Regions from separate parts of the Mus musculus genome. Here region 1 is linked to region 2. A link is a contact called in public HiChIP or PLAC-seq data. All regions are on one chromosome and are shown on one strand. Each heading gives the region's core, a stretch centred on a gene start, on an enhancer-like site or on the middle of the called end of the contact. The rest is flanking DNA. Distances are from core to core; before and after follow the strand shown. Region 1 holds the start of Chrnb1 (cholinergic receptor, nicotinic, beta polypeptide 1 (muscle)). Region 2 holds the start of Alox8 (arachidonate 8-lipoxygenase).

Region 1 (3,565 bases), core at 810-3,309, 600 kb after region 2:
GAAAACCTGGATGCTGCAGCTGCTGCGGTACAGGCCAGGGGGTTGCCAGCGCACAGAGCCCTCGAAAGATACCACAACATTGATGTCCAGGGCAACGTCGAAATTTCCGTCATTGCTAAAGGGAAGAGATTTTTCATATGGGATCTGGATCTGTCCCCCGGAGACCCTGCCCCTTCCCCGATGGTACACACACACACACACACACACACACACCATGGCTTACCCTAATCCCCTCATGCCTCAACCCCGCCCAGGCTTTAGAAAGACCCTACTTGTTCAGCAGCACCACATCAGGGAGCCAAACGGATTCAGCAGTGATGCGGAGAGAATCGATGCCATCATGTTCTGCGGGGTCCCAGCTTAACCTGTAGTCGGTCCACTCCTAAGGAAGCAGAGGCTAAAGGGCTGTTCAGGCTAAAGGGCTGGGAGAGGCTTGAGGTGTCAGAAAGAATGCCAGGAAGAGGGTGCAAAGGGGAGAAGCACAGGGCTGAGAAAAGGAAAAAAGGTTCTGGCTATGCTGTCACTGTCTGGGATTCACGTCAACTGGTTTCCTCCGCCCAGTCCCGAGCCCTGGACTGAACTCTCTTTTTTCAGTCTCAAACCGAAGAAGGGGCCTAAAGAGATACCTCATTGGTTAAGGGCACTGGCTACTCTTCCAGAGGACCCAAAATAGATTCCGAGCACCTACGTGGAAGGCCCAAACATCTGTAACTCTAGTTCCAGGAGAACAGGGGCCCTCTTCTGGCTTCCACGGACACCAGTTATGCATGTGCTTCACAGACATATGCAAGCAAAACACCCATTCACATAAAATAAAAATAGAATAATTTAAGAAATAACTGAAGAGATTGAACTAGCCACCCTAAAGTGATGTTCAACCTGCATGCAGTTCAGGATCTTTCAAGGATGGGAATTCAAATTAGTGATCCCCAAACTTGTATCTTAAATTTGTTGATCGAAAATTCTGTTTCAGTTATTATATGTGTACGTTGTGAGTTACTATTAAAAAAAAATCTTACTGGGATGAGGACTCCAGGAGATTAATATAAAGGAAACAGGGTGCCTTTCCCTAACCCACGAGGTCTCCATACCAGGTCTAAGTACACCTTTGTGCTCATTTCTTCATCCTTCTCGTTCTAGAATGGAAAAGTTAAAAGGCAGAAGTGAAATGAAGTGGGTGGAAACGAGGGTTCGGTGAGTTACTTTCTCCATGGAATCTCTAGTCCCTTTCTCTAAATTGCACCTTCTTGGGTGCAAACTCCATCTCATATCAATCTCGAAACACCAGCCTTGGTGCCTGCTTTCCTTTCTTTTACGTCGAGGTTAAGTCACGGGCCACGCCCGGCGTCTAATGGATACAACTCTGAATCTCCGCTCAGAGTTGTTTATTGACTGCTTAGGTACCAAGCTCTGCTGGACTTTGCTAGAATATTACACAGCCCCGCCTCGAGGTCCTCCCGGTAGCAGGTCCTTCTGCCCCAGCTCCGCCTCAAAACCCGCCCACAGGCGAGTTAGCAGAACAGTATTCTGTACCTATCATAGAGGCCTCGCCCATGAACTAGTTCATTGGTCTGATTTTTACCCAATCACCGCCAAAGGCTTGTCTGCCTCTTAGCATAACCCGCCCGCCCCCAGGCTGTCGATCTTCTGGGCAGCGTCTAAAGCCACGCCCCCAGTCGGTCCTGCCCAGCGACTCCACCCGCAGTGCCGCTCTCACCAGGCTGATGAGTTGCGCCAGGGTGAGGCCGATGCTGACCCCGACGCGGTCTCCCACCTCCCGCGCCGGCCTCACCGAGCTATCATAGTTGGAGAAAAGTTTCTTAATCAGTTGGCCTTCGGCTTCCGACCCGCGGGCGCCTGACGAAGGAAAGCACTAAGTGACGCTCCCGGGGCTGGCCGTGACCATTGCTCATCACTGCCTCTTGGAGACCCAAACTGACTTACCTGGGGCGAGGGGCGTCCCGAGTACCCCTAGAAGCAGAAGCAGCGCCCCTAAGGCCATGGCCCTGCCTCTTTCGCTCAGTGAAGTTTGTCCGGATAGCGGCCTCAGGCCAGGGGAAGTGACGAGGCGCCCAGGAATGTGCACCTGTTGTCGGGGGACCAGACGCCAGCCCACCCGCCCCGCCCTCGGGACTTGGTCCCGCCCGGAGCAACTGCAGTCGCCCTCCACTCACAAATGTCAGATAACACTCCGGTTGTATAAATCATCTTTAATTACAGAAAGCATGAAGTGGAGACCCCGTCCCCTGAGAGCAGTGCCAGGAGATGGGCGGAGCCTGAGCGGGGTTTGTATGAGGGAGGGGGGCATCTCTTGCAACAAGCCAGAAGTAAAAGGGCCTGAGGAAAAGTGACCTGTCTTTGAGCACTAGCCCCTCCCTTAGGACCTCAATAGACGTTTCCACCTACATCTGCTAGACTCAGAATCTACCTCCTATTTTACTAGAGGTTCCCCATGGCTTTCTCCGTTTTTCAGGTCCTTTTTGGGTACTTAGAACCCACCTGAGGTTTAAAAGCTGTAAAGTAAAGTAAATTCTATTTAGTTAGAAGCTCTGGGGATACATATGAGGTCTGGGAGCCCAAGAGGCTCCTCGTTTCCTAAGCCTGACCTGTAGAGGGCTCGGAGAAGTTGAACTTATTGCTGAGTTGGGGGTCTCTCTGCTGTGAGGGGGAGTCAAGGCTGTGTCCCTATTTGTCCTTTTTAATTCTAGAGTTATTCTCATTGTAGACCTTAGCTTCCTGTTGTTTGAGACAGGGTCTCACATAGCCTAGGCTGGCCCTGACCTCACTAGGTAGCCCAGGCTAGCCTTTTATTTCCTGATTCTCCTCCTCTCCTTTACCTCACAGATGCAGCATACCATATCAGAACGAAAGTCCTCAGCTTTAAAAGGGATCTGGAAGGAATTCCTGCTGAGGTAGCTAAGTGTTCAGACACAGGTTCAATCATACCATGGCATTTTCTCCCTCTCAGCTTCCCTTCTAGGAGCCAGGTATATTCTTCCAGAATTCCTGTATCTTTCCCCAGACTCTTGTCTCCCTGGCAGAACCCTAGTTGGAATGCTGAAACTAGAAACCATGTAAAAGTAAGGTTAGTATTCTGGAGGGACTATTTTTAGAAAATTATTTAGGAAAAGCAAGAAGTGGTTCTTGATCCGTTCAGTACTGATTAGTTCTCTCTCTCTCTCTCTCTCTCTCTCTCTTTCTCTCTCTCTCTCTCTGTGTGTGTGTGTGTGTGTGTGTGTGTATGTGTGTGTGTGTATTGGCTTTTGAGACAGGGTTTTGCTATTGTAGCCCAGGATGGCCTCCAACTCAGGATCTGTCTGATTCAGCCTCCCGGGTGCTGAATTACAGGTGTGTGCCACCAAGCACAGCTCAGAGCCAATCAGTTTTTAATTAATCATAGCTGAGTTCTACCCATAGCTCATCCTTTAATTGCTAGAGAAAGTGGAAGGGTAGGTCTAGAACTTACTCTAGTACAATAATATGGCTATACAGGCCCTAGCTCCATCCGGGAAGAAAGGGCTGAGAGTCATGGGCTATGTCCTAGAACTGAGATTCAGGAGGAAGT
Region 2 (3,748 bases), core at 332-2,831:
CACTTTTTGTTAGGATCTAAACTGGCCCTGCATCATGGAGGATGTAGATTTCAACATCTGCCCCTCTCCCCTGTTTGCCACTGTGAGATTTAGTGTCCTGGCTTTCATGACAAAAGTCAAATCACCAGGAACCAAATGAGCCCGTGCTTGCTCAGTTTCCAGAGACCTAGGGCAAAAGCAGGGGGCTCAGGATTTGGAAAGCAACCAAGATTAAGAGCGCCAGGTGACTTTGAAAATGTCCACCTGAGTACAGTAGCTGACTTTACCCCCTTGAAATTCCCACCTACTGTAATTTCAGTATGTAGGTAGCTCTCTGCTCTAACTCTTTATGTTGAGCTGATAAGATGGAAAGCATCCCTGTCTGAGAGTTTCTGTACTGTCTAGGAATGGCTTTGAAGGTCACCCTTAATTGCTGGGAGTTCTGCCTGTATTTACGGGAGAAAGCAACAACCCCACCAGTGAGAGAAAAGAGAAACGGAAGCAATAACAACCACAGAGAGAGATGGAGAAGGCATAAGCCACAGGACAGGGTTGTTAGAGCAGTGGGTTTCAACCTTCAGTGGGTGCCAGCGTCACCAGAAAGGCTTGGAAAGAAGCCAGTCTCTCTGCTCAATCACATTCAGAGTCAGAGCTCCTGCGAATCTGCTTTTCTCTCAGTTGCCCAGTAATGCCAACACTACTGTGTCTGGGATTAGTCCTTGATTTGGCTCCTTCCCATCCCATAAGTGAGTCCTCCTGCAGGGGTCACTATCTCCCTCCTCACCTGTACATCTTCTGCCTGGACTCAAGCTCCTTCTGGCGCTGATCCTGCAGTGTAGGGTGATGGTCTTGCCAGGACACCTTTGCTGCGGGTGAGGGCGTGGATGGAAAGGATCCTCTCTTGATCTCTGGCTTCAGACTTTCTCCCTCCTACTGCTGTCAACCCACCAGTCCCCTCACCCCGGGTACACTTCTTCCACTGCAAGCTGATTGCCACCACCTCCTGCTTCTGCCAGTCCCCTCCTTCCTCCTCTGCCCTTTCCTGGTTTCCACTCCCCAAGCTTAGCCTGCGACACACTGCTGCGTGCCTCCCGCAGCCCCAGTCCCCTCACCTGCTCCCTCTCTCAGCACCAGCTCCCCCGCCCCTTCCAGCCACTGATAACAGGGGAAGTGGAGTGCAGCCCCAGGTAGCCACTCCAGCTCGAACCAGCGGCAGAACCAGGCATCAGAACGGAAAGACATAAGCGGGAGGGACACTTCCGGGGGTGCTTTGTGGACTCGCAGCATCAGCACAGTGCCTACGTCCTGGGGAAGCGTCACCTCGAAGTCTTCTTCCTAGGAGGGGTTGTTTAGTATGCTGAGGATGGTCCCCCTGGGCTGCCTTCCTCCACAGTCGCCATTGCCTGCTCCCCAAAAACTCACAGCACCGGCGCTGAACTCCTTGCCCAGATGGTCCAGAGGTACTAAGGGGCTCTCTCCGTGGGTTCCCACGATGCTGACAGACACTTTGTCCCATGTGCCAGCCCCACAGGCTTCCCCCGTGGATACTCTCACCCTGCATTTCGCCATCCTCCTGACCAGTTTAGCTCTCTACTGCAAGCTGGACTACCTGGCAGGGTGATTTAACCTCAGCGATGCCCCGCCCATCAGACCAGGTTAAGGGGAAATGTGTTCGCTACCCACTGAATTCCCCTTCAGCTTCCTTGCCATCAGGAAGAGCCTTAGAATTTAGGACAAGTAGTAGGTGGGTTGACACACTGAAACCTGGAGTCACAATGGGTGGCGCTGAGACAGGAAGTGGACTGAAGTCCACAGGGTGAGTTCCAGACCCAACTGGAATGTGGGGTACAAGTGTAAAATTTATTTACATGCTGTCTTAGCTTTAAATGTGAGTGAGGGTCCACTTCCCCATTCCTTTAACTCTTCCCACGCCACAAGGCTGCTTTCACTTCTTTAATAACTGATTTTGAGAGCCATCACTGGCCAGGACTATTAGATGCTGCCAGTGCGGGTCCAGGCAATACTCTAGCTTTGCCTGACTGTTTACTAAGGTCAAGTGCAAGGGGGAAAAGACATTCAAATGCTCTAAGCATGTATTAGAGTTTAGAGGATAATCAATGCTGGGGAAGATGTCAGTCACTGCTGATGTGAGAGCCTGAGAAGTTTGGCTCGAGAGAAAGGCCCTCAGAGACCCAGAGGTGGTGAGAGGTGAGCCCAGGGTATGTGTTTATGGGCACCAATTATTGGACTCAGTGTGTTATTAAAAGGAGGAGGATCTGAAGTTGGGAGGGACCTGAGGGAAGGTCGGGGAGAGCTGTAGGGGGGATGGGGTAGATATAGTCAAGTACATTGTGTGCATATGTGAAATTTCAAATAAGATATCAAGAATAATACTAAATATATGTTTTCAAGTGGTATGTCTAGGTAAGCTGTTTTACTGTTGGGGAATTGTCTGTGCAAAGGCCCTGAGATCACTGGAGAAGGGAAGGCAGAGCTGGAGTGAGTGAGAGGGATGTCAGAAGGAAGACAGTGACAGAGTTTGCCCTTGAGGGAAACAACAGATTTGGGAAATCCTCTTTGCTGTGCCCATTAGACATCCAAGTATAGTGGTCCCTATGGGTGCCTACCTGGAAGTCATGGCACAGGGATGTGTGTGAGCCCTAGGCTAAGAGAAGATCGCTGGAAAAGGGCAGTGGATTCAGGCTCCAAGTTGCTAAAAAATTTGAAAGTTTTGCAAAGAGGTAGAAGCAACCAAGATTATTCAGTATGTGTGTTACATCAGCTTTCTTGTTACTATCAAAGGGTGAAACCTTCGTGTTGGCTCCTAGGTTTGATGTCCTACTCCCTGGGGACTGATGTGGGATGACCCAGAGAAGAGTTATGGTGAATATATGCTAGGCTGACCTGGTTATAGACAAAGTAGCAATGACACAGTTCTCCCCACCCCCTACCACCACATTCCCCCTCCCCCTCCCCTCCTCTTCCCTACCCCCTCTCTCTATATATATATCACACACACACACTGTTGTGTCACATCATTTCTAGGGAGATGAGAACAGATATGTACTCACCCCATATAGGGAACTACCAACTGATCAGAGTAATGATACCACTGTGTCCAATCTGTTGAATCAAATTGTGGTAACTTAAAGGAGGGTGGGTGAGGGGCTACTTACTGGAGTGCCCACTTACAGGCTGCAGCACCAGAGCCCACCCCAGTGTGGGTGACAGCTCAGAAGGCGGCATCCTGGAGCTAAATGCATGACTGTAGGCAACTAAAGATGCTAGAGAGCCTCCTTCCTGGTCAGTCCTTGTCTTTATATCCTTGGAAAGAGCCTGGTACATCTAAGTTTCAGCTCTCCAGGATCTGAGAAAATTGTTTAAATCTCAAATTCCATGAACCTCTCTTTCCCTCCAGAATGGACTGCTTCAAGTCAGAGGAAATTGCTATACAACCTTCATTCCTACCCCCATCTCTTCCACTCTTTCTGTCCCCTGATGCATCCCAAGTTTCCTGAGTCTTGGACAGAAGTGACTTAGCTGTCCATCTATGGCTAAGTGCCAGGTCACTGTGCTATCACAGTGGCCAATTGTTCCCAGAAGCCATTATTGTGGCCTAGTGGTAGTAGTGTATGCCTTTAGTCCCAGCACTCAAGAGTCATAGGTATAGGCATAGGCATAGGGAGAGGCGGAGGCGGAGGAGGAGGCAGAGGGGGAGGGGGATGGGGAGGGGGAGGGGGAGGGGGAGGCAGGGGCAGAGACAGAGGCA

The links. HiChIP or PLAC-seq counts read pairs in DNA pulled down with a chosen protein or histone mark.
Region 1: an H3K4me3 HiChIP or PLAC-seq map of bone marrow-derived macrophages shows a contact between it and region 2, with 5 times the contacts expected there. The contact joins the promoter of Chrnb1 here to the promoter of Alox8 in region 2. A contact is called at or near these places in 2 of 39 promoter capture datasets (liver and maxillary cranial neural crest) and 1 of 115 datasets of contacts at active chromatin or transcription factors (bone marrow-derived macrophages).

The regions. Positions count from the first base shown.
Region 1 is chr11:69,793,878-69,797,442 of GRCm38.p6, forward strand. Chrnb1 (cholinergic receptor, nicotinic, beta polypeptide 1 (muscle)) reads right to left here and starts at 2,060. Exons shown (of 11, transcript NM_009601.4): 1 at 1,945-2,060; 2 at 1,718-1,857; 3 at 1,092-1,136; 4 at 273-382; 5 at 7-115. The coding sequence starts at 2,002. Fgf11 (fibroblast growth factor 11) reads right to left here. Exons shown (of 5, transcript NM_001362623.1): 5 at 2,191-3,565.
Region 2 is chr11:69,196,262-69,200,009 of GRCm38.p6, forward strand. Alox8 (arachidonate 8-lipoxygenase) reads right to left here and starts at 1,582. Exons shown (of 14, transcript NM_009661.4): 1 at 1,402-1,582; 2 at 1,092-1,314; 3 at 764-845. The coding sequence starts at 1,548.